Linked DNA regions of Mus musculus: regions 2, 3, 4, 5 and 6 are each linked to region 1. A link is a contact called in public Hi-C, HiCAR-type, HiChIP or PLAC-seq and promoter capture Hi-C data. All regions are on one chromosome and are shown on one strand. The core of a region is the stretch at or near the end of the contact, and the rest is flanking DNA. Distances in the headings are between cores, read along the strand shown. Region 1 holds the start of C1d (C1D nuclear receptor co-repressor). Region 2 holds the start of Spred2 (sprouty-related EVH1 domain containing 2). Region 3 holds the start of Actr2 (ARP2 actin-related protein 2). Region 4 has its middle 89 kb from the start of Spred2. Region 5 holds the start of Rab1a (RAB1A, member RAS oncogene family). Region 6 holds the start of Cep68 (centrosomal protein 68).

Region 1 (3,972 bases), core at 851-3,350:
TAAAAGCACATCACAGAAGTTAAATGGCTAAGTGGATAAAGCTCATGAGTACTCGCGCTCACACACACACCACCACCACCACCACCACCACCACCACCACCACCACCACCATCACCAAGCTTGAAGACTGGAATTCAGATCTCCTGTGTGTGGAGGGTACCAAAACATGGAATCCCCTAGCAGTCTAGCTGGACTGGCTGGAGTCAATGACTCCCAGCTTCAATAAGAAACCCTGCCTCAATAAACAAAGTGGAGAACAATAGAGAAAAACAGCATCGCTGGGCTTCTACGTACACACATAAGCACATACACTCACATGAGAACACACACCTGCATGAAACCACACATAAACACACAAAAATACATGTGCAAAAGTCTAGCAATAAAAATTATATAAATTACAAGGCTGGAGAGATGGCTCAGCAGTTAAGAGCACTTCTCATCTTCCAGAGAACCCAAGCTTGGTTTCCAGCAGCCAGTTTGGGCAGCTCACAACCATCTGTAAGTCCAGCTCCACTGGGTCCTCTGGCCTCTGCTGACACCCACACACATGTGACAAATACACAGAAAGAGACATGAGCACAAACACATGAATAAATAGAAACATTTTAAAGTACATAAATTACAAGGACCTGTTAAGACTGGAGCCACACCAGAATCAACTTCTAATTTAATGCTTACTTCAACATGTTTTCAAAATGAAAGAAAGAAAGCAGCAAAAACTATCTTCTCAAAAATGTGGGGCTTGTTTTTACAATTACCTCTAAAGTAATAATAATACATAAGGTTGTGATGTAGACAAAATAAATATCAATAAAACTCTTAAAGCTATACTCCATTAGTAGAATGCTCAAAGTACTAGTTCATAATATTAGTTATTATTTAAGAAAGTGGAAATAACAAAGAGGTAATCCACTGTAGACTATTCAGAGCCATACATGAAGAGTCAAATGCTTGCAAACAAGTGCTACTGTTTACCCATAGAACTTTTCAAAGTTAAAAACAAGAGAAAACTGCATCCCTATAGGTACCGGAAAGCATCCACAACATCTCTGATTTGGGAATTTCACTTCTATTACTAGAAAACAACAAAAACTGTTCACACTGTCATCTTATCTTGTAACAAAACAATTCAGTCTATCAATTCCACCATCCAGAAGTAGTTTTCTAAAGTTCAATAAGGATAGCTGTCATTTATAAATAAAAACTAACGTTGATACTTAGTTCTGTCTACTCTTAGTCCAAACAGGTTAATAATTACACCACAGACATCTCACCAGGGCAAATACACCTTTTCCAAGCCAAAACTAAATTGTAGTCAACACATTTTAAGTCATTAACGCTATCTTCCAACAGAAATTTGAGCCACGATGAAATTTTCCCAGATGACACTGAAAAATTCCTCTTAATACAATCCGCTACAGCAGAAAGCTGCCGGCCCGGCCCGGTTTCCCACGCCTTTAATCCTAACACCTAAGAGAGGGAGGCTGATCTCGGAGTTCGAGGCCAGCCTGTTCTACAGATCGAGTTCCAGGACAGCCAGGGCTATACTGAGAAACTGTGTCTCGGAAAAGAAAAAGTAAAATTAAGGAAACCCTTGTTTCAAAAGGGCTAACACTGCCACCGCAAGCATTCCGACCTTGGGCGGAACAGGAAGGGCTGCACGCAAAGTTACTTTTTCCACCTTCCATTTTGTCTCCGTTTAGATTTGGAATCAGCTAGAAGCTGATGGCGTTGGGTGTTTTACTTGTCGCTTTTCAACCTCTGAAAGGCAACGTTAACAGTGGCAGCGAAATGAAGACGGTATTGACAGAGAAACTAAAGGCCAAAGCAAAGCCCGAGAGCCGCCACTGCAGGGACTACGCTAGAAGCGAGCAGTCCCGCTCGGCTCCTCCCAGTCGGCCACAGGACGGACGTGATCCCGGGGTGCGGGAAAAGAGACTGTGACGGGAGCACGACAAGCACCCGAACGCGGTTCTGCACAATACCTCAATACCGTGGACGCCTGTCTCCGGGAAATAGGTCGCACGATGATGACGCCATGACACGGCTTCTGCCTGCCGCCCGTGCGTCTCTCCCGGTCGTGCGCGTGCGCACTTCAGTCCCGAGGCTTGCCCCGCCTCTGTCCATCCAGGAGCTAAGTGCAGTGGTCTGTCTGTCTGTCTGTCTGTCTTTCTTTCTTTCTTCTGTCTGTCTGTCTGTCTTTCTTTCTTTCCTTCTTTCCTTCCTTCCTTCCTTCCTCCCTCCCTCCCTCCCCCCTCTCTCTCTTTCTCTTTTTGACACATTTTTTAATTAACTATTTATTTACATTCCAGGCGTTACCCCCCTCCCGGTCCCCCACCCAGTTCCTCACACCATTCTGCTCCCCATCATCTATCTCCCCATCCCCCATTATTGGGGCCTCAAGACCCTTGGGAATTGGACCCATCTTCTCCAACTGAAGCCAGACTAAGCAGACCTCTGCTACATAGGTCCCAGGAGGCTGGGGAATGGGTGGCACTTGGCTCAGCCCATGTATGCTGCCTGGTTGTTGGCTCAGCCTCTGGGAGCCCCCCGGGGTCCGGGTTGGTTGAGACTGCTGATCTTCCTATGGGGTCACCCTCCCCTTCAGCTCCTTCAACCCTTCCTCTAATCCAACCGTAGGGGTCTCTAACCTCAGTCCGACAATGGTTGGGTGTAAGTATCTGCCTCTTTCTCAATCAGCTGTTGGTAGAGCCTCTCAGAGTGGACAGCCATGCTAGGCAAAGAACTTAAAGGTCTCCCGCCAAGGTGGCAAGATTGGAGTCGAAGGCCCTGGCATTTTGTCTAGATTAGGCTTCTTCAAACTGAATGTTCCTTACACCTTTGTCCATTTCTTTGCTTTGATGGAAGTTGGGTCCCTCCGGACCAAACTGTGCACCTCAGATTAATCTTTGGAGGGGCTTCCCTAATATAGTGCCCGATACCTGGTTAGGTGATAGTTATGAAAAATAGTTTCAAAAATTAAATGAGGGTGTGAAGATATGAAAAGTACAAGTTCATATTTTGTGTTGTTTTTGTTTTTGAATGGGTCTCACTGTGTGATATAGCTGACCTTGAATTCAGGATTATCAGTACTAGGGTTACAGGCCGTGCCATCATTCCTAACTGTGTTCGATAGTTTTATGTCAACTTGGCACAGGTCTCCTGAGTGGAAGGAATCTCAATTAAGAAAATGCCCCATAAGGTCAGGTTGTAGGCAGTCCTGCAAGGCATATCATTAGTGATTGACAGGGGAGGGCCCAGCCAATTATGCATGGTGCCATCCTGGACTGGTGGTCCTAGGCTGTCATAAGAAAGTAGGTTGGGCAAGCCATGAGCTCCTGCCTCCAGGTTCCTGTCCTGTTTGAGTCCCTGCCTTTACTTCCTTAGGCAAGAGCGGTAATATGGAAGAGTAAGCCCTAACCCCTTCCTTCCCCAACTTGCTTTTTGGTTATGGTGTTTCCCTGCCACAATAGAAGCCCTAAAACACTAACAAGGTTTTTTTTTTTTTAATATGTATGTATGTATGATGTTTGTTGTTGTTCTTCTTCTTCCTTCTCCTTCTCCTTCTCCTCCTTCTCCTTCTCTTTCTGCTTCTTCCAAACTGTGCCACCATTCCTAACTTACGTTTTTCGCTTTTTTTTTTTTTTTTTTTTTTTGGTTTTTTTGAGACAGGGTTTCTCTGTGTAGCCCTGGCTGTCCTGGAACTCACTTTGTAGACCAGGCTGGCCTCAAACTCAGAAATTCGCCTGCCTCTGCCTCCCGAGTGCTGGGATTAAAGGCGTGTGCCACCACGCCCGGCGTAACTTACGTTTTTTATTTATTTTTTAAATCTCTGTGTGTATGCCTGCAAGTGCATGTGAACATGCCCTACAAAGGCCAATAAAGAGAACTGGATCCCCTGGAGCTAAAACTACAGGGGGCCATGAGCTGCCTGAAAAGGGTGATGGAGACAGAACCTCAATCACAGAA
Region 2 (3,916 bases), core at 1,245-3,744, 2.7 Mb before region 1:
CACAAGCCGACTGCACCCCCAGTGGAAGAAGCCAGGAACCTTAATGCACACTGGGCAAAGCTCTCCAAGAACCCCCATCAGCACAGGTACTGTTCACTGCCCCCAAGGCTACTCCTAAGTGCAAGTACAGACAAGGACCCAGAAAAAGAACTGTTTATTGGCCAAGTTTCAAAAGGGGAGGGCCTAGCAGATAATCCTTCCCTCTATATTTCAGCATTAAAACTCTCAACTTTCTTCCCCTATTTTATGATTTCAATGACAGGTATAGTAAGGCAAAATAAGATGTCTAAAACAGCCCAAAGCATGCTGTGAGACTTGCACAGCAGGTGGGAACCTCTCCAGGGACAGGTGTCTTGACAGATTAGGGTTACTGCTGTCAAAGTTCCCTGGGGACACACCGAAGGAAATTCCCTTTGCAGAACATCAGCTTCCTTCCACTCAGTCTGACAATGAATGCCACAGGATAAAAGGCCATTTAAAAACAATCGAGGGCTGGGCCGCAGCTCAGTAATGGAGCTCTTGCTTGTCTGGCTGTGGCAGGCCCTGGGTGCGAACTCCAGACCGAAGACAAAGGAAAAGAAGGGAGATTTCTTAGAGTGGTACACAGGATTTTGCCACCTGCTACAAGAGCTCTTTAAGCCGCCCAGTGGCCCAGTCCTGAGTCACTTCCCCTCTCTGCACTCTAGAGTGTCAATGCTCACGGGGGAAGGGGGTGGGGTGGACACACAAAAGCAAAAGACCCAGGGTTTGGGAGCTAGTCTCCAGCCACTCCCGCTCCACCTCTCCAGGTCCCCCTCCCCTCAGCGTCCCCGAGACTGCGGACCCATTCTGGAGTCCAAGCAGGCGCCGCTGCTACCTTGGCTAATGGCAGCACTGAATGAAAGGAGCCGAGGCAGGCTCAGGATTTATGAATGTGCAAGGGAGGAGGGATATCATGTGACAATAAAGGAGAACGTCTTATTCACAAAAAAAAAAAAAAAAAAAAAAAAAAAAGTGGTGAGCGAATACAGCCACTGAACAGCAGTCTCAGAGCCGGGCACGGCTAGGACCCCTGGCTAAGTACCCGCTGGGGCCCACGGGCAGCCCCGCCCCCAGCTCCCCGAGAGGGAAACGCCTCGAACACTACTAGAGCGGAGATCCAAACCTAAGTGCGACTTAGGCGGGAAGCAGCTGCCACTTGGCCCAGAGACGGTGACAAGCCCGGGTCTCCCCGAGGGGCGAGCACAAGCACCTCTGACTAAGCACCGAGAGCTTTGTTCCCCTCGGGCCTGCGGGCCGGGCACACGCACGGGCACGCGCTCTCCCTCACATACATGCCAGGAGCGCGCTTCCCCGCACGCTCTCCCGCCCTCGCTGCACACGCTTCGGATCCGCCCCCAGTGCTGCCCCGACACCGCGGGGCGCGTGTGCCGGCCCACACGCGCGTGCACACACTCACGCGCGCCGGGACTCGGCAGGCTGCTCCCGCGCTCTGGCCGCTGCGAGGACCCGGGCGCACTGACCCTGTGCCGAGCCCGACTGGCCCTCCCCCAACTCCTCCGTGTTTTTATGAATGAAAATGTGGTATGCAAATGAGAGCGATTCAAGAAAACGAAATGGCGGAGCCCGGGCCCCAGAGGGCTCCGGAGAGGGCTATGGGAGGGCAGCAGTGCCAGGAGTCACAAAGTCACCATGCACACAGACCCATCGACCCCGGGATGCCCCGCGTGGAGGGCGTCAGAGCTTCCGCTCCCGCAGCCCGAGGACCGCCCCGAGGTCATTTGCGCGCCCTTGGCCCGGGCTGCGACCTGGACTTGCAGACCCCAGGCGGTTTCTGCCGTCTCCCCCAGCCAAGTCAAGAGCCTCGCGCATAGCCCCGACAGCTCAGCCAGCGGCTGCACCCCAGGCCAAGTTCCTCCGACGAGTCCCCTCCTGCGTCCTTGGCGGCGGCCCCCACACCACCCCTCCGGGCACCCGCGTCCCACCCGCGGCTAACTTACTCGTCCGGGTGTGTTTCTTCGGTCATTTTCTTGTTCACCTAGACGCCTGTCCCGCGGCATGCAGCCTGGCTCCCTTCATCTTCCTGTGCGCTCGCCCCCCTTCTTCACATCTCCGACATCTCCTGATTTGGTGGTGGAGGGGGGGAGCTAGAGATGAAGGGGGCGCCGAGGCAGGCGGGGAAATGGAGAGCCCCGAGATCAGGGCGAGGTCTGGGAAGGGGCACACCAGGCAGCGGACGCCGTGGGCCGGCCGGGCACGGCCCCGGGGCTCTGAGGGGGTGCAGAGGCGAGATTTGGGAAGGGGACCCGGAGGGGGAGAGCAGCAGAAAAACAAGCACGCTCCGGGCGGCGGGCGGGCAGTCGGCTGCGCTGGGGCCGGGCCGGGGTCGCCCCCGGGGACCGGGCCAATCAGGGTTCCGGGTAGTGCTCGGCGGCCGGGGGAGATGCGCCTGGGAGGCGGTGCAGGGCGCCCCGTCCGAGCCCCATCTCGCCACTCCACCGATTTACTCCATATTGGATTCTCAGCGCCGCCAACAGGAGGAGGAAGTAGGGCGGAAGCGATGACGTCTTCCCAGCGGCCAGAGGTGGTGGAGTGCAAAAAGCTTCCTACTTGCGACCAAAATAAAAGAGAGAGAGGAGAGAGAGAGGAAAAAAACACACTCACAAAACACTTTGTCCCGCCTACTGAGCGTGCCCCTCTTCTACTCCCCCTCCCGCTAGCTTCCAGTCAGGGAGGAGCCTCGGAACAGCATGGTTGGCACTGCGTTTGTCAGGATCCGAATCCTTGTCTCCGGTGCTCCGGGTTTTAGGAAGCCCAAGAGGGAGGAGGCGGGAGCCGAAGACAAGAGCACATCTGGCTCCCGTTTTGTCCCTCCCTCCTTCCAAACCTTCGGATTAAAAATCAAGGGGGGAGGTGGCGGAGGGCGGAGATGGGGAGGAGTTTAGATGTTGCCAGAGAGTTTGGGTTTGGAGAAACACTGCGGGGTGGGGGTTGGGGGCAGTGCAGGTGGCCTCCGCTGGCCTCCACACGATGGGATTACTGTCATGCAACACCATGCCCACCTAGAGCGGGCATATTTTTAAAAATATGTACGCAGAAAACAAAAGGCAAACAGCCATAAAACTTTGGCATTGCAGGCAGAGATGAAGTTTAAAGGTAACACCAAAGTAAATTATCCAGTCTGTGAATAACGTTTCTTGTCTCCAGCTCTTAGAAGTCTACTCTTAGTTTACTGGGTCACAGATTACTACCTTTGATGGGGTTTGGCCAAAGAGAGACCCAGGAACTCATTACTCCACCCCCGACCCGTCTTCCCTTCCCTTCCCTTCCCTTCCCTTCCCTTCCCTTCCCTTCCCTTCCCTTCCCTTCCCTTCCCTTCCCTTCCCTTCCCTTTCCTTCCCTTCCCTTCCTTTTTCTCTCTTTCTTTCTTTCTCTCTCTCTCTCTCTCTCTCTCTCTCTCTCCCTCTCTCTCTCCCTCCCTCCCTCCCTCCCTCCCTCCCCCCCCCTCTCTCTCTCTTTCTTTCCTTCCTTCTTTCTTTTTGAATGTGCGGGGGCAGAAGGAGGATGCATCCATGCATGTCAGCACCATTTGTGGGCAGAGAGGAGAGGCTGTTGGATCTCCTGGAACTGGTTGCTAGCCTCTGTGTAGGTCCTAGGAATTAAACCACAGTCTTATGGAAGATCTTAACTGCGAGCCATCTCTTCATACCTCTCTTTAAATTATTTTTCCTACCATGGCCTAGGACCTGCCTGAGGTTTTCTGAGAGGACCTATGCACCATCTAGACAACGAGCAGGATTGCACCCAGGGCTCAACTTGTGGATTTGCCTGGAATCTGAATTTGCGATATTAAAATCCATTTCAATTTTTGAAGGGGGCACCATGTTTTCACTTGACATGGATGACACCAATTACAGAGTCACTGGGTATTTCCTGA
Region 3 (3,877 bases), core at 719-3,218, 2.9 Mb before region 1:
TCCCAGGGAAGGCTAGAACTAGCTTTCCTGTCTTGGCCGGTGCCGAATGGGTGACTGATTTGGGAGAGGAGGACCTGGGTTCACCTGTGGGGCTGTGTTGTGAAAGGCAGCCTGGCCCCTGCTACTGAGGAGAAAGATGGAGCCCGGGTCTTGAGCCCACCTTCACTGTACCGTAGCACTTGGTACTGTCTATGTGCCCTTGAGAAGGCGCGTGGGGGATTTCACAGTCTGAGAATGAGTGTGTGTGAGTGAGGCGGTACCCACATTCTCAACTTCAAGTCATTGCAGTTTCTTTTTCCCAGAAAACAAAGGGGTTTGATGTTGCATTTCATAAACTAACTGAAGTTCTGGAGTTAGAGGATATAGAAATATAAAAGTACAGTTGTTACAAAGTAAATGCAGACTTCAAAGACAGAAAAAGCCACAACCCAAACCAAAATTTAAATGCTTGAAATTGGCATCATAAACAAGCTCTCTCCTGACTTGTATTGTGGCAGTCGGAATGCCCCCAGAAAACTGTGCCAAAGAGTTTAGAAAAAAAATGTACAATAAAAGCAAATACACTCGAAGCCGGGCGTGGTAGCGCACGCCTTTAATCCCAGCACTTGGGAGGCAGAGGCAGGCGGATTTCTGAGTTCGAGGCCAGCCTGGTCTACAAAGTGAGTTCCAGGACAGCCAGGGCTATACAGAGAAACCCTGTCTCGAAAAACAAAAAAAAACCAACCAAACAAACAAAAGCAAACAAACAAAAAAGAATAAGTTTCTGTTTCTTAGGTCTGATGTAAACTGCAAAACAAGTTTTCAGCCTAGCTAAACTTGGGATTCACATGACATATACTCTGACCCTTGACTCTTCCCTTTCACTGTATCTAACAATTCGCTCACATCTCGCCCATAAAACGGACCTCAAGCGACCGGCAGCGGTGAGACAGGTGGTTGGCCAGTCCTGGTGTACCCCAAAATTGCTCCAATTGGACAATCATGGATTTGGTCTTTTTAACTTAATATTCTTAGTTTTAACACAAGGATAGACAATGCGACCCTGTCTCAGAAAACAAAACTAAACTAAAATTAAAGGAAAGAGTTTTGTTCTTTGTTTTCGAGAAAGGGTTTCTTTGTTGTAGCCTTGGCTGTCTTAGAACTAGCTCTGTAAATAGACCAGGCTGGCCAGGAATTCACAGAAATCCAACTGCCTCTACTTGTGTGCTGGGATTGAAAGCAAGTTCACCACTATGCGCTAAGTGAAAGCATTATCTTTCTTTTTTGACAGGGTTTCACTTTATAGCTCTGGCTGACCTGAAACTTGCTATGTAGACCAGGCTGGCCTCCAACTTAGAAATCCGTCTGCTTCTGCCTCCCAAGTGCTGGGATTAAAGGCGAACGCCAACAGTGCCCGGGTGCATATTCAATTTCTTAAAGAGGTGCGTGTAACACTTGTCCCTGTTTCCAAGGGAGGTTACAGAGGACCTCAATTTTAAAGTCTGCATTTGGCAACATGGTGAGTTCCTGTTTGAGAAAATCAAAGAGGGAAGTGGTGAAGCAGAAAGAAACGAAAGCATCCCGCCAGGCTCCTAGGGCTGCATGCAACTGGAGGTGTGGAATAAACCGGAGGTTTGAAACTTGTAGGTGTATCCACCCAGGCCTAGGAGCAATGACACATCATGCCTCGGGACCTCCAGGTGGCTTTCGGTCTTCCTAGCCGGCTGCTCCACCCTTCTCCACTGCCGTCCCGCCACACACCCTCCGGCCTTCACCTGCCTGCCTCCTGTACAGCCGGCCCGGCCGCGCCCTAGGTCCCGAGACAACTTGGTCAGAGCCGCCGCCCCACCAGCCAAGCGCAGCCCCGGAAGCAGAACGAGGCGAGAGGGCGCGCCCGGGTCCGCGCCGGACAGCTCTCATTGGCCTTCTCGGCTGCCAGTCCCCGCTCTTCTTTTCTCTCTCTGCACCGCCCTCTTGGAACGGCTGCCGGGCGGGGACTTCCGGTTTGGGCGGAGCGGCGGGCCGAGGGCGGGGCCGTGTGGAGGAGGAAGCAGGCCAGGCCGGGCGGCGGCTCACCAGGACGAACCATGGACAGCCAGGGCAGGAAGGTGGTGGTGTGCGACAACGGCACTGGGGTAAGGCCCGGCGGGGCGGCCGCGTGTGTGTGCGGGGTGCGCGCGGGCCCCTCGGCTGCGCGGCTGGGCTTCGGGGGCGCGGGCAGGCGCGCGGGCGGGCGAGCTCTCGGGGGGCGCCGGCCGGCCCGGAGCCGGTGGCCCGGAGCTAGGCTACCCGCGCTGCACCCGAAGGCGGCGGAACCTGTCCCCGCGCGCTCGCAAGCATCCGCCGGCGTGCCGAGAGATGGGTCTAGACGGTGAGAGGCCCTGTCCCTCGGTGGCGAGGAGGTCTCCATTTCCGAGGCTCGCCTGTGTTCGTCCATACAAGACCTAGCGGCCTTCCTCTTCCTGTGTAGCGAAAGATGCCGAATGCGAGGCAGGAAACGGGTTCCGCAGAGAAAAGAGGAAGTGCTGTCAGGCCCCGGGCCGCGGCTGGAGTCTGCCCCGGGAGAGCGTGTGGGCTGTCCTTGTCGTCTGTGGTTTTGAGAGAGGGGGATGGTCAGCAGCTCCTGCTTCACCTCTTGCTTTGCATGCCGCCCTATTATAGACCTAGGACCTCTCAAGTAAATTCTAGTGGGAAGTTGGATCATTTCTGGTTCCTCCTCTGCTTCATTTTTTTTTTCTGTTAAGTACAGGATAGACACGTTAGTCTTGAAGATGCTAAAAATGTCAAAATAAGCCTAAAGTTCTGATTCAGAAAACTCGTTGCAACTGGTTTCTTTCTATCCCCAGTTAAAAGGGTGGAGCATCAAAGTTCCAGTTTTGAAGATGCAACTGTTTCTGACTCCTTTAGCGATTTGCAACATTTTGTGACTTTTCTCCTCTCTGCCACAGAGACGACACACAAATTAAAATAGATTTTACTTGAATTACACCTTTGAAGCCAGATTGTTGAAAGGGGAAGGAGCTGGTATTCACTGCCATTATAGTGCCCTTGGTTGAATTTGTTACAAACTTTGACAATTATTGTACTAGCTTCATTTAAGCTAAATCTGGGCTAGAATAGGATAGGTAACAATACAAAGGGACATCCATACCACTGCTGTGGTAACAGCCCTAAGATTCAGTAACTTAAAGGTTTTTAAGCAACCCCATTTATGTGCTCATTAGAGATATTTATATTTGCAGACTTCATGAAGGGATACATAAAATGCATCTCATTTTTTGAGATAAAGGATAAAGCAGTGAGGGAAATGGTACAATTTTATAAAGCTTCTAAATTATCAGGAAAAAGGTTTTTAAAGCAAAGCCTGTATTGTTACACTATATTTAAGCTAAATTATAAATGCTAAACTTTTCAGAAATTCTTATAAAAGTACTTATTAAAAAAAAAAAGTATCTTACTACCAAAGAGACGTCTCAGCAGTTAGGAGCACTGGTTGTTCTTGCTGAGAACCCAAGTTTGATGCCTAACATCTGTGTGGCAGCTCACAGCTATTCTGTAATTCTAGTTCAAGTGTATTCAGTGCTCTTTTCTGGCCTCTGTGGGTACTAGGCATACATGTGATACATATACAAACACTCAAGTAAACAGACATAACACTTAAAGTAACAGTGTCTTAAAAGTGTTTTAAAAAGGGCTGAAGTGATGGCATACATCTTTTATGCCAACACTTGGGAGGCAGAAACCGGCAAATCCCCATGGCTACATAGGGAGACTCCATCCATTTTTATTTTTTTTTTTTTAAATCTGTTTCTTAGGATAAAAAGATCAGCTACTATGGCATAAGTGAAAGGAGATGATTTTAAAAAAAGTTTTATGCCAGGTGTGGTGGCGCGCCCCT
Region 4 (4,209 bases), core at 1,274-3,773, 2.6 Mb before region 1:
AAGGTTCCTGAATAAACTGCTTTGATGTGGGGAGCCGCCCTCACATTTGCCGTTACAAGATGGCGCTGACATCCTGTGTTCTAAGTGGTAAACAAATAATCTGCGCATGTGCTAAGGGTAAGTTCTCCACTCCATGTGCTCTGCCTTTCTCGTGATGACAACTGGGCCGATGGGCTGCAGCCAATCAGGGAGTGACACGTCCTAGGCGGAGGATAATTCTCCTTAAAAGGGACGGGGTTCTGGCACTCCCTCTCTTCGCCTCTTCGTTTCTTTGCTTCTTCGTCTCTTCTTCTCTTCGTTTCTTCCTCTCTTCGTCTCTTCATCTCTTCATCTCTTCGTCTCTTCCTCTGCTCTCTGCCCCTCTCTCTGCGTCTCTCTCTCTCTTCCTCTCTGCCTCTCTCTGCCGCGCTCTTCCTCTCTTGCTCCTGAGTAAGCAATAAAGCTTTTGCCGCAGAAGATTCTGGTTTGTTGCGTCTTTCCTGGCCGGTCGCGAACGCGCGTAAGACTTTGAGAAGAACGCTGTGTCATCGCTCTTTTCTGCTGCTCGGAGACAGAAGCGACAGGCAGGCAAAAGTCCTCATGTACCTGTGTGCATATATGTGGGAGTGTGCACATATCCTCATGCTATGTGGAATGTACGTGCTTGTGACTCCATGTGCATGTGTCTGTATGCAAGTGTGAGTGTGAATGTGAGTGCATGTCTGTGACCTGTGTACCAGTTTGCCCATGCCTTGTGTGCATGTTTGTGCATGCTCATGTGTGTGTATGTGAGCATGTGTGTGAACACGTGTGTGTACATGTGTGTGCTTGTCTGTATGTGCTAAAGCTGAGGCCATCAGAGGGCAGAAAGGTGAGCAGTGGTTAGTTTGGTAGAAAGTGTCATCTTTAAGCTTCAAGAACTAGGGAAAGGACTTGGCCATTGTTTGTTCATGCAGGGCAACAGGAGAGGTTTCTAGAGGCCCATGGGTGGTTGCAATCTTTAAAAGCTTTATTTATTTATATAGGTGTGTGTGTATGTCAAAGACAGTTGTGAATTTGGGTCCTCTGGAAGAGCAGCAAGCGCTTTTTTTTTTTTTTAAGATTTATTTATTTGTTATATCTAAGTACACTGTAGCTGTCTTCAGACACACCGGACAAGGCTGTCAGACCTCATCACAGATGGTTGTGAGCTGCCATGTAGTTGCTGGGACTTGTACTCGGGACCTTTGGAAAAGAAGTCAGTGCTCTTAACCGCTGAGCCACCTCTTCAGTACCAAGAGAAAATGCTTTTTTTTTTTTTTCTCTTCCTGGGCAAAGAATCTTTGGCTTTCACTATCTTCTCAGAAGAGTCTGTGACGTAAGAATGAACCACTGGTGTAGCAGAATCTTGCAACAGGGACGTTTGGCCATGTGTTGCCCCTCTTTGGCTTACAAGAGTGTGCAGAAAAGGCGGTGTGTGGAGGGCACTGTCTTGCCTGGGCTTGCTGCCTTTGACATTGCAGGTCTATGCTGCTGCTAAGAGGAGGTGGCTGGGGAAGAGATTCAAGGAGATGGGGTGGGGGTGGGGGTGGGGATGGCAGGTGACTGAAAGAGTGTGCACATCTGACAATCTGCCTATATCCCAGGTGCCAGATGTTTGCACCAGCTGCCCAGGGTACAGCCTGTAATCCAGGAACTTTGTAGCAGAGTGGGTGGTCCTTGTGGACATTAAGTGGGAACACTGGCAAGCAAAGGCAGTCCTCCAGTTTCCCAGGTGTCTCTGCTCTCACCTGCAAAGGATAAAAGTGACCCAGTCTGAAGGGCCCTGTGGCTGGCCAGATAACAGGCTTGCAACCAGAGGCACCGTTATTGGCAGCTTTTTCTCCCATCTGGAGCTGTAGGTGGTCTCTGTGGCCCCTACCAGAAGTATCCAAATAGATCCAGACCCAGAGTACGGGCTGGAAATGTGTGTGCAGGCTACCTGGCTGTTTCTTTGAGCATCCTGGGTTTAGTGTAATGGATGTTGTCTGAGGCTGAACTTGCCTGAACAAGGTTCCTCGTGGGACTTTCTTCTTTCAGAGTCAAGTCCATGTTTCCTTTGACAGAATCACAGTGCTCTTTCTGCCTAAGGACAGTTCATCCTATACCACACGATTCATCCTTGCAAGCGGATGGCAGCTCCTCCTATCCCTGCTAAAGGAGGAGTCATATCGTGGGCTCAGCCCCTGAGCAGCTTCATGCATATTACATTTAGGCTTCTGCACTGTGTGCACGATCCATACTGGAGGGATATTTATTTCCAGACCCGCCACATGCTCCCTGAGGCAGCCCCCACACAGATTTTAATTGCTAAACCGACTTATTCTGACTCAGTGTCTGTTTAGTAAAATGTCTGGAGATACAAAAGGGGGGGAGATAGGGGAGCTGGGCCAGATGCTGTCTGTGACTAACAGGACATCCACCAGAGGGGGCTGAGCAGCTCACTGGCATGTCATAGGTGGGTGGGCTTCTCAGAGCTCTTAGCTGTGCTCCATTGTGCTAAAACTGTAGTTGTGAATAAGCAATTGCATTAGAGCCTCTCGGCTGAGCTGACTCACTGCTGGTGACTGTTTCTGAGGAATGCCTCCAGGTCACAGGCTGCTCCAGCTTGTGGAGGCCAGGAAGCCAGCAGAGATCTCCTGAGTGTGCTCTTGACCTGGGCTCTGGCCCCTTGTTCCTCACCCCCTTTGTGGTGCCAGCCAGGGGTCTCTGAGAAAAGCGGGAGGTGGGGACTACACACCGGTTTCAGGGTGAGACTTGGGTTTGGTAGTGCTTAAAATCTTCAAAATCTTCCCCCTTTCCTTATTTATCTTTCTTTTCCTTCCTTCTTTTTTGAGGGGAACAGAGGGACACACACATGCACGCACACACACACACAAACACACACACACACACACACACACACACACACACACACACACACACACGGGGGTGTGGAGGTTGGTTCACCATGTAGCCTAGGTTATATAATCCTCCTGCCTTAGCTTTCTGGGATTACAGCTATGCAACTTCCTGGCCCAAGCCTTCAACATTCTCATTTATGGTTTTTGAGTCATCCTCCAAGGGCGGCCTGGGCACCCGTGCAGGCCTCTGTGCCTCCGGCATGAGGGAACCACCAGCTCGCTGAGCTGAGGCCCAAGTGCTCAGCTGCTTGTTGTAGCACGGATCACGTAAAATGTCACTGTCCTCCTCCCTGACGGTGCTGTCTTGAGTCTTTGTGACACAGCATTCCTGCTAAAGGATTGCTTCTAAGAGCTCCAGTAACAATTGAGGGAGTGTGGAGGTAAATAGATGGGATCTTTTGTCATTAATAATTGAATTTGAATTCACTCATATTTTGAAAGAACAGGGAAGCAGGCCCACAGGTTTTAGTAGTGAAACCTTTTGAGAAAGAGATCAGGGGAATCACAGAGTGCAGGGTCTGAGGCCATGGGAGGAGGCCGGGGCTACCGAGGCTACTGGACACTGTTAACACCACAATCCAGCTACTGCCAGCTGGGGCGACATTGCCACCATTTCTCCTCCATACAGACTTGTTAATGGATGCAGACACATTTGCCATAGCTCACGGGGCTTCACTGTTATTTAATGGGTCGAATCTGGGATGCTAGTTACAGATCCCATAATGCAGCCATCAGAGAAGAACCATCAAGCCCTAACACTGACAGGGCCACTTTGGTCATCCGGGCTACAAAGCATAGCAGTCATGCACCCACCCGTGTCCTCTCCCTTCTGTGGCCTGCCTTTGACATCACCTGAGTGACTTCCCCCAGCCCTGTTGAGAGCATTGTGTGTGCCAGGCACAGTGTCTTGATGTCCAGGTACAGCTGAGGCCAGTCAGGGAATGTGTCTGAAGACAGCCATTCTGTCTAGGGAACTTGGTCTCTATGCACTGGGTGGGAGTCTCCCAAGGCAGTATTTGATGGTAACCTTTGTCCTCAACAAATGCCAGCATCCACTGGGGACACTTTCCTCTGGGGTCCCATGCCATGTCCTGTGCTGGCAAGATCTGTGGTCTGAATGCTGTTCCAAAGGTGTGCTGGTTTCTCTCCCGTGAACCTCCCACTTGAGGAGAGTCTGGTCCTGATTCAGGAAGGATGCCAAACTCAGACTGAGAGAGCCCAGGGCTGTGTCCCTTCTCTTCAAAGACTGTTTATGACTGACTTGAAGATTTCTGCAGAGCAATCCCCTACCTCCAGTCCCAGGAGTCCC
Region 5 (3,991 bases), core at 618-3,117, 2.9 Mb before region 1:
TTCCACAAAAATCTAATTAGGACCCCCAATTCAACTTTGCTTAACTAAACTAATTTTGCCCTGGGAGAGGGGCTGCAAACACAGCACCTGTGTCTCCATGTGAACTGTTCCCAACTTTTTCAAGTACAGAAGCCTGGCCAAGCACATAGCTCTGTGGATACAGTGCCTATCTGAGTTCAATCCCTGAAGCCACAAAGGAAGAATAAGCTCCCAAAAGTTGTCCCCTGACCTCTGAAGCAAGCAAGGTGACACCTGTGCACCTGCAATCACAGGCATCACACACACAATAAAAAAAAGTATGTAAAATTCTACCAAGATACTAAGACCTCTGCTTAACACAAACGGAAAAACCATTTCAGTATTAAACCAGTCTTAGAAAACCTGAACTTAGAATGTCTTTTGCAAGAGTCATGTGACACGCACATGACAAGTCAGCCGAGCTGATGGTTGGACCTTTCATGGGGGCACACTTAGCGGTAACTGACCAAAGCAACAAATAAAGCCCAGCTTTTACGGCAATAGTGATTTCTCTTATTAAAAACCAACAAAAATCCCTCTCCCTTAAAGATTTCTGACACTAAAGTATAATAAAAATGGCATCTCTTAAAGTTATTTTCATATATGGAAACCATAGGAGAATTTTGGGTTCAAAGAGAGAGCCTAACAATGTCTATCCAAGAAAGGAGAAGCGCAGTTCCCATGAAAGGTGCCAGGTGTGTCACATCTGCTACAGTGACTTCTTGAGTAAGCAAGAAAAAGGAATGCATTAACTTTTCATGACACGTCATGGAACCTCATTTCCTATCTACAGGCATTCAAGCAGGTAATCTAAAACCTACATACAACTCTATCATCAAAGGCCCCATTAGTTTCTTTTCAAAACTGTCTGCAAACTTGTACTTTAACTTGGTGGTACCAGGAAGACATTTCTAGTTTATTTTTAGTTCAGTTTTGTTCTTCTTTTTCTTCTTCTTAACCTACTGGAGACAAAAGGTGACTGGGAGACTCATGTCTCCCCTAAACCAAAAATTTCACAAATGTCCAGGATTTTGTAAGGGTCACGTCTCACAAGTCTCACAGAACTCTCCCAGGAGACAAGCCCAAAAGAAAACTAAACATTATAAATAGCTCCTCACCATCTCCTCATCCCCCTCAAGCCCACGCAGTCCCAAGAAGCATCCATATTACCTAAAACCCAACAGGGAGAGAGCTCTAACAAGCTCGGGATTTACAAGTAAAGCCGACGCTGACAGCTCCGCAGAGCCGGCGCAGGGTCTGACAGTGCCCTCTAGCAGAGCTCTCCCACCTACCTCCCCTTAAAACCAAGTCCTCCTCCAGCCGTCACTGCCTCCAGAGACGCGCCCCTCCTGGCTACTGTCCGAGGCCCTCTCCCCAACGCCCAGCCGCGGCACCTAGCTCCCCGCCGGCTGCGGTCGGGACCCGGCCCGCAGGCCCGACCCCTCCCCGCTGCGCTGCGGCCCTCGGCCTTCAGACAATGGGGCCCTCAGGCTGCTCCGTCTCCTTCGCCCGGCCGACCTTCCCGGCGCTGCGCAGCGAACCTCCCGGCGGCCCTCACCCCCGGCCGGCCGCTCTCACCCCGGCCCGCCCCGGCTCTCCTGCACTCACTATTCGGGATTCATGCTGGACATGTCACTGCAGCTGCCGCCGCCGCCGCCGCCACCACCGCCCTTGCTGACGCAGCCGCCGCCCCAACTCTCCGCGCCACAGGTAATGGAAAGGGAGGAATGAGCTAAGCTGTTCCGGTAGAGCAAACGTCGACCCCACTCCGACCCTTAGAACACAATCAGCAGCCGCCGCCACTCAGTGATCGCTTCCACCCAAAATGGCCGCCGGCGAACCAGGAACTGGGGAAGCCTAGGCCAAGGGGCCTGGCGCGGCCCAGAGGGCGGCAGCGTCGCGGGGCACGCTGGGAAAGAGAGTCATGAGCACACCGCGCGCTGGGCAGCCCGACCGGGCCGAGGGCTGTCTGCACTCAGCTTCCCACTAGGCCCCGCGCCCTGAACGCATGCGCACTTTCGAGCTTGTAGCCCGCCCCGTCCCGATTCCCTCACCCCCACACCCCGCCCTTCCTGCTCCCCTCCCCGCTGGCCTGCTGGCTAGGACTTCGCTCGGACTCCCCCTAGCGGATTGGCTAAGGCCGACCGGGCTGTGTTGATGTCATCAGTGAGACGTGGCAGCAGGGCGAGTCGGTGCCCCATCGGGAGGGGAGGAGGAAGGAACTCGGCGGAGGGCGGTGCCGCAGCAGAGGGGGAGGGGGCTCCCAGGAAGCCTGGGACAGTGAGGAGGGGTGGAGACAGCTTGACGAGCTCTGCTCAGGCAAGACCACAGGGGCCATCACCATCAGGGTCTGAGGCTGCTCTAAGGACAGCAGGAAACTCAAGCGGCCTCTGTAGACCTTGCGCTTTCTCACTCACCCGACTCCTTCTCTAATTTTTTTTTTTTTTTTTTTACCGTTTTACTCTAGCAACTTGATGTTGCAATAGCTGCAAATGGACCCTGTTCTAGTCTCTCTTCTGCTCACACAGCCAGATTTCCCTGTCTGAAACTGCTCCTCCATCTCGACCTCCAACCTTTAACATTGTGCTGTTGAGACACAGGCTAAAGTCAGCCTTAACCAGTCTTCTCCTCCTACTTGAGGCCTAGACTTAAAAGTTGAATTGTTTTCCGGGATAGGGTTGGGTTGGGTTGGGTTGTTAAGTTTTGTTTTTGTTTTTTTTGAGGGGGGGGGGTTGCAGTTGCTTTTGCTGCTCTTTGTTTTTTATTAGTACTAATTCTGTGTCCGTCTGCACAACTGGGCAGTAATAAGTATTTTTTTTTAAGCCATGAAACTCTTCAGTACGGACTCCAGAACTAATATTAATACATTTTTTTAGACCTAATGGTGTCAACTTTAATCAGCTCAGGAATTTAAATCTCCGCTAAACTTTAACGCATTATCTTGCGTTATTTATTACAAAGGGCATAGTATAATACACTGACCAAAGTTTATCTTCCAACTTGTTCTAAGCAAGAATATTATCTCCTGGGGCCAACTGTAGATTTACTTTTAATTTCTGAATTTCTGTGACATCAAAATATGCAAAAGAGGCTGTTCTCATGACTAACCATATACTCAGAACATATTTACACATCCCTCTGGCGTTCCTCCGTGTGTCCTGACAGCCTCATCAGACCACACATACATAGTTTTGGGAGTTTTCTTGTTATTGTCTGGGTTTTGGTTTTTGGTTTTCTGAGGCAGAGTTTCTCTGTGTAGCCCTAGCTGTCCTGGAACTCCCTCTGTAGACCAGGCTGGCCTCGAACTCAGTGTTTCCCTGGCCTCTGCCTCCTGGGTTCTTTTCCATACTAACTTCTGAAATGACCCTAGATGGAGGTTTACAGCCCTGGACCCTAAAGCCCACCATACTTCCTCTTATCATTTCACAGAATAAAAACTCTGAAGTGTCCTAAACTCAATTTTTCAAGCAAAAATTTTGTTGTTATTGTTGTTTTGTTTTGTCTTAGGATTTATCATGTAAGCCAGACATAGCATGCCTTTGACCCCAGCCCTCAGGAGGCAGAGATGGGTGCTTCTCTGTGAGTTTGAAACCAGCCTGGTCTACATAGCAAGTTCCAGAACAGAGCTACATAGTGAACCTCTGTCCCAACACCCACCCCAAATCTGTCATTTAATTTTATGTATGAGTGTCTCTTGCCTGTGTGTGTATGTGTGTGTGTGGTGTGCCATGCATGTGCCTCTTGGCCTCAAAGCCCAGAATAGGGCATTTGATACTCTGAAACGTGAGTTATAGTTGGTTATGCTGGGTTCTGGGAACTGAAAACAGGTCCTCAGCAAGAACAAAAAGTGTCCTTACCAGAGAAGCCATCTCTCCAGCCCTAGCTGGGGTTTTATTACTGATATTTTAATATAGACTTAAACATAAAGATTAAGGAAGAAAGCAGACACTCAGAAAGAAAAACACTATGGAGT
Region 6 (4,211 bases), core at 1,554-4,053, 3.0 Mb before region 1:
ATGGACACCATTGCCATTTTGTTAGCAATGAAGACCATTGCTCCAATCCTGATGACCTGAATTCAATCTCTGGAACCACACTGTGAAAAGAGGGGAATGGACTCCCACAGCTGTCCTCTGTTATCTACACTCCCACTGTGGTGTGTGACACCCCCCCCCCAACACACACACAAATAATGTCATAAAAAAATAAAATAAGCTACACAGAGAAACCCTGTCTCGAAAAACCAAATAAATAAATAAATAAAATAAAAAGACTTGGAGTATAATGCAAAAATATTATTTGCACCTATATTCAGAAAGTATCAATGAATAAAACAGAAGAGATCAAGATGAATATGACATAGGAATAAATGTCTCATAGGAATCACGCCTTCCTGTTTTGGAGAATGTTAAAGTTTCACTCACTGGTACACTTCACTGTTTTGGTTGTGATCATGTAAAGTCCTGGCAATCACTACCATACTCTGCAGGCTCAGAAAAATCAACTTGCCTTATTAAGACAACAAATGAAACTATAGTAGGTTCTTCTTTATGCCAAGGATTAAAAAGAGCAGGGGTCTGGTGATGTGATGTAGCTCAGTTGTTTGAGCACTTGCTGAGCATACATGAGGCTCTGGGTTGACTGTGCCAGCACGTCTACCAGGTGTGGTGGCATGGATCTCCAATCCCAGCATGGTAGGAGGACCTCAGACATTCAGAGTGATTCCAGTCTAGCCTGGGATATATGAGCCCTTGTCTCAATAAGGAGGGGGAGGGAGAGAAAGGAGAAGGATAATGGGGAAGTGGGGGAGGAAGGGGGAGATGACTGGGGAGAGGAAGAGGAGGAGGAGGAGCAAATAGGGTAGAAGGTGAGAAGGTGGTGTAGTCCCTGAGTGGTGCAAGATCTGTCACACTGGTGCCAGCCTGCCTCTGTAAAATACCACCACCACTGGAGTTATCAAAAAACAGCAACTATCAAAACAACGCCATCTCCTCAGTCTGCAGGAGGTGCCCCACAGAAGCTGGTACCACTTTTCCCATCTCAGCTTACCGTGAAATAACCATCACAGGAGCTGTTCACAATGGCAACACCTCGTCCAGCCTCCCCAAGCAGCTGGGCAGTGATGGAGCCTCAGCCAAAGCAGCCTGTGGCTGGGAAGGTCCTCCCATCCCAACCCATAGGCCCGATGCAAGGAAAAGGGGTGGGGAAAAAAAACCCACCAATCCCTGAGCTTCAAACAAAAACATAGTAATCCCTGAGCACAAGAATCCACCAATCCCTGAGCTCCCCAAGCTCAGGACTTGAAATCCTACCAATCCTCATCCTGGAAATCTCTGTCCTGAAAAGCCCCACCCACTAAGAAACCCTATATAAGCCCTGCTCTTTGTTCAATTCCCTGCTCTCTGCTCCTGGAGCGGAGGTGGCCACCCCTGGATTCATCCCTCCACATTTTGGACCCTCCAATAAATATCTTTTATGAGCTTTGCTGCCTGGTGGTACTCTCTCATCAGAAGCCAAGAAGCAATGAAGAGAAGGAAAGAACAGGAGTGGGGCTGAGCTGGGGATACCCTCCCCCTGGGAGCTGCAACACCTCAGTTAGGAGGCTTCCTCTTAGAGCAGTGTGGTTCCTGGGCTTCTGTGTTTCAGGACGCCCTTCCAACTGAGCAAGAACACTTAGAGAAGGCCGCTGGGCCAAAGTCAAAGAAGAGTACAGAACACATCTGGTTGAGACCATCCAGGTGCTCAATCGCATTACCATATTTACTGCTAAATGACTTCATACGTCCTTTATTTATTTTTTCCTTTAAACAAGTAACTGGATACACGCTGGTAAATGCTACCTACCTATTTGACACATTTCGGTTCTGAATTCCTTTTTAACTTTTTCCTTCTGGGTTGAAGAGAGAATTCAAGGCCTTGCATATAACAATACACTTTTACTTTAAAACACCCAGTATGGGGAAGACTGGGACAAAATCAGGAGTTCAAATTCAGCCTGGGATACGATGAAATTTACACTCACTCTCTCTCTCTCTCTCTCTCTCTCTCTCTCTCTCTCTCTCTCTCTCTCTCCACACACACACACACACACACACACACACACACACACACACACAAAACAAAGCCAAATAAAAAGCTGGGCATGATAGGGTTTGCCTGTACTCCCTGCACTGGGGAAGCCGAGGCAGAAGGAGCACTATGGCCAGGCAGGCCAGCCTGGCAGTTAAGTTTGTGGTCTTAGGTTGGATTAAGTCTCTGTCGTGTTAAGATCAGTCCAGCTCCTTCTCTAAACTTCACAGGCCCAGAACACTGTGGAAGTCCCTTCTCCCACTACTGGTGAGACAGGCTGGGCCTCCTGAGCCTCAGAGTCTCAGGACGGTGGCGAGGGGCCGGGGGTGGGGGGAGGGAGGGAGCTCGACCCACACCTGGTCCCCTCGCCCAACTTCTGCCCGATGCCCAGATTCGGACATGCCCTGGGGGTTCCACACAACGCAAAAGGGGAGCACCAAGCCTGGAACCACCCTCCCAGCCGCGGAGAGCACGTCGACCCAAACACCGCAAGCCTTCGATCCGCGGAGAGCGCGCCTTGCTATCCGCGTGGGCCTGCGTGGACGCCAGGACCGCGAACACCCAGCTGGCACGCGCGTCCGGACAGCGGAGAAAGAAGCTCCGGCCACCCATAGGCCAGGGTCCTGCAGGGGGCGGGTTCCCATGGCAGATACGAGCTGTGGATTGGTGAAGCATCCGAACGGAGAGTTTGGATTGGTTGCTTCATGGGGCGTCCTCCGCGGAGAAGCGGCAAGGGCGGAGGGCGTGGCGGGCGCCTGGCCCTCCCTCCCCAGGAGTGCGGGCGCCCGCGGGAGGCCCCGTCGTCGCCGCCTGGGACCCTGGCCCAGCTACGCGGGTCGCTCGGGACGTGCGGCGGTGTGGAGTGAGGTAAAAAGGCTGTGGCCGGCTCGAGTGTCGCGGCGCCAAGACTCGAGTCGGGGCATTCCCCTCGTGCCCGGGGCTCCGCGTGGGGGACCCTGGGGGAGGCCCGCGGCCTGGAGGGCACAAAGGCTGGCCGCGATGGGGGCGCCTCGCGCGTTCGCCTCCATCTTGCGGACCGTGCCGGGTGGAGGCGAGCGGAGGGGCAGGCTGTGGAGGGCCAGCGCGGCCTGCAGAGCGCGTGGGGCCGCACCTCTGGCAGCCCCATGCAGCTGTGCGCGCGTCGACCTTGGTCGCGGAGAACCGGCGGGTCACAGCCACAGCCGCTCGCGTCTGGACGGCTGCTGCTTCCATGGCCCAGTGAACGCATCCGGAGGAGGAAAGCAAAGCGGCGCACTTTTTATCTCTAAGATCTACCCTTGTCATCTGTCACCTGTTAGCCAGTCTCAGCAGCCCGGGAGCACATGCCCCAAACTTAGTAATTTTATAATTACCATGTTTTATTCAATTAAAAATTAAAAAAATAATAATAAAAGCTAAAAACTCCCAGTGCCCGAGCAGAGTAGACCTTACTGGGAATTGATGGGGTCCGAGACAAGGAAAGAGGTAGTCTGGTATACAGCTTGCGACACTTTTTGCTTTGGGCTTGGTTCAAATACAAGCCACTACTCACCTAGTTCTCTCCAGCGGACTGGGTTAAATTCTGGATCACTTAGGAACAGTGGGTGTAAGGGAACCCAGCTTCACATCATCACAGAAGCTTTTAAAAACTTTTTCCCTACCCCCACAACTGAAAAACATACCCTTCTCTGGGCAGCCCATATGGGCCTGGGTTGGCAATGAAGTGGTTTCCCCGCCCCCTAACAGGATGAAAGGTCTGTAAGGGAAGGAAACCAAAAGAAAACAAGAACAAGTGAAGCCCAACGTTGAGGGAACCGGAACTTTTAAAAGCCTTTAAGTTGTTGGATTATTTTTACAGGTTAAGGAAGCAGCTGGGCTCTCTGAATCAATTCAGACTTTAGTCCCTTTCATACTACTAATTCAGGATAAATTCACGTGTGCCTTAGTTCTCTCATCTATAAAGTGGAATTTAGGCCCCAGCACGACAGGACAAAAAAACATGGCTAGGAAGAGTAATAGTGCCAATTCCAAGGTTTATAAAATACCTAAGATAAGAAGAAATACTTAGACCTACCAGAGCACTCGGGAGAGAGAGGCAGGTGGATCTCTGAGACTGAGCTATATAAACACAGAGACCTGTCTTAAGATGCCCCACCCACCCACCCACCCAGGTACCACT

What was found. Promoter capture Hi-C pulls out the DNA fragments that hold promoters and counts their contacts. Hi-C and Micro-C count contacts between places; a contact is called where the count stands out from the background. HiCAR-type assays count read pairs that join an accessible place to other places. HiChIP or PLAC-seq counts read pairs in DNA pulled down with a chosen protein or histone mark.
Region 2: a Hi-C map of B cells shows a contact between it and region 1, with 9 read pairs. The contact joins the promoter of Spred2 here to the promoter of C1d in region 1. A contact is called at or near these places in 6 of 39 promoter capture datasets (the 3T3-L1 cell line, cranial neural crest, embryonic stem cells and 3 more), 2 of 484 Hi-C or Micro-C datasets (B cells and muscle stem cells), 8 of 115 datasets of contacts at active chromatin or transcription factors (astrocytes, embryonic forebrain, embryonic hindbrain and 5 more) and 2 of 9 other capture datasets (adipose tissue and liver).
Region 3: a HiCAR-type map of astrocytes shows a contact between it and region 1, with 8 times the contacts expected there. The contact joins the promoter of Actr2 here to the promoter of C1d in region 1. A contact is called at or near these places in 4 of 39 promoter capture datasets (the 3T3-L1 cell line, hippocampal neurons, liver and 1 more), 1 of 484 Hi-C or Micro-C datasets (B cells), 3 of 115 datasets of contacts at active chromatin or transcription factors (astrocytes, large pre-B cells and pro-B cells) and 1 of 9 other capture datasets (liver).
Region 4: a contact with region 1 is called in an H3K4me3 HiChIP or PLAC-seq map of stem cell-derived neural progenitor cells, with 10 times the contacts expected there. The contact joins the enhancer-like site here to the promoter of C1d in region 1. A contact is called at or near these places in 2 of 39 promoter capture datasets (hippocampal neurons and liver), 1 of 484 Hi-C or Micro-C datasets (B cells), 4 of 115 datasets of contacts at active chromatin or transcription factors (embryonic forebrain, large pre-B cells, pro-B cells and 1 more) and 2 of 9 other capture datasets (adipose tissue and liver).
Region 5: a promoter capture Hi-C map of pre-B cells shows a contact between it and region 1. The contact joins the promoter of Rab1a here to the promoter of C1d in region 1. A contact is called at or near these places in 10 of 39 promoter capture datasets (the 3T3-L1 cell line, 3T3-L1-derived adipocytes, the C10 cell line and 5 more), 2 of 115 datasets of contacts at active chromatin or transcription factors (astrocytes and large pre-B cells) and 2 of 9 other capture datasets (adipose tissue and liver).
Region 6: a contact with region 1 is called in a promoter capture Hi-C map of pre-B cells. The contact joins the promoter of Cep68 here to the promoter of C1d in region 1. A contact is called at or near these places in 4 of 39 promoter capture datasets (hippocampal neurons, liver and pre-B cells), 2 of 115 datasets of contacts at active chromatin or transcription factors (astrocytes and double positive thymocytes) and 1 of 9 other capture datasets (adipose tissue).

Annotation. Positions count from the first base shown.
Region 1 is chr11:17,255,675-17,259,646 of GRCm38.p6, reverse strand. C1d (C1D nuclear receptor co-repressor) reads right to left here and starts at 2,100. Exons shown (of 5, transcript NM_020558.4): 1 at 1,989-2,100.
Region 2 is chr11:19,923,020-19,926,935 of GRCm38.p6, reverse strand. It overlaps Spred2 (sprouty-related EVH1 domain containing 2), which reads right to left and starts at 2,494. Exons shown (of 6, transcript NM_033523.4): 1 at 1,980-2,494. The coding sequence starts at 2,005.
Region 3 is chr11:20,111,042-20,114,918 of GRCm38.p6, reverse strand. It overlaps Actr2 (ARP2 actin-related protein 2), which reads left to right and starts at 1,968. Exons shown (of 9, transcript NM_146243.2): 1 at 1,968-2,114. The coding sequence starts at 2,067.
Region 4 is chr11:19,833,650-19,837,858 of GRCm38.p6, reverse strand. No RefSeq gene overlaps it. Among named protein-coding and RNA genes, the nearest start is that of Spred2, 89 kb to the left of the region's middle. Within about 2 kb of position 2,523, at least 118 of the 459 cell types and tissues checked have an H3K27ac peak or open chromatin away from gene starts, as enhancers often do. A contact at or near this core is called in hippocampal neurons and stem cell-derived neural progenitor cells, where this site is marked.
Region 5 is chr11:20,199,288-20,203,278 of GRCm38.p6, reverse strand. Rab1a (RAB1A, member RAS oncogene family) reads right to left here and starts at 1,867. Exons shown (of 6, transcript NM_008996.4): 1 at 1,627-1,867. The coding sequence starts at 1,649.
Region 6 is chr11:20,248,016-20,252,226 of GRCm38.p6, reverse strand. It overlaps Cep68 (centrosomal protein 68), which reads left to right and starts at 2,803. Exons shown (of 7, transcript NM_172260.3): 1 at 2,803-2,920.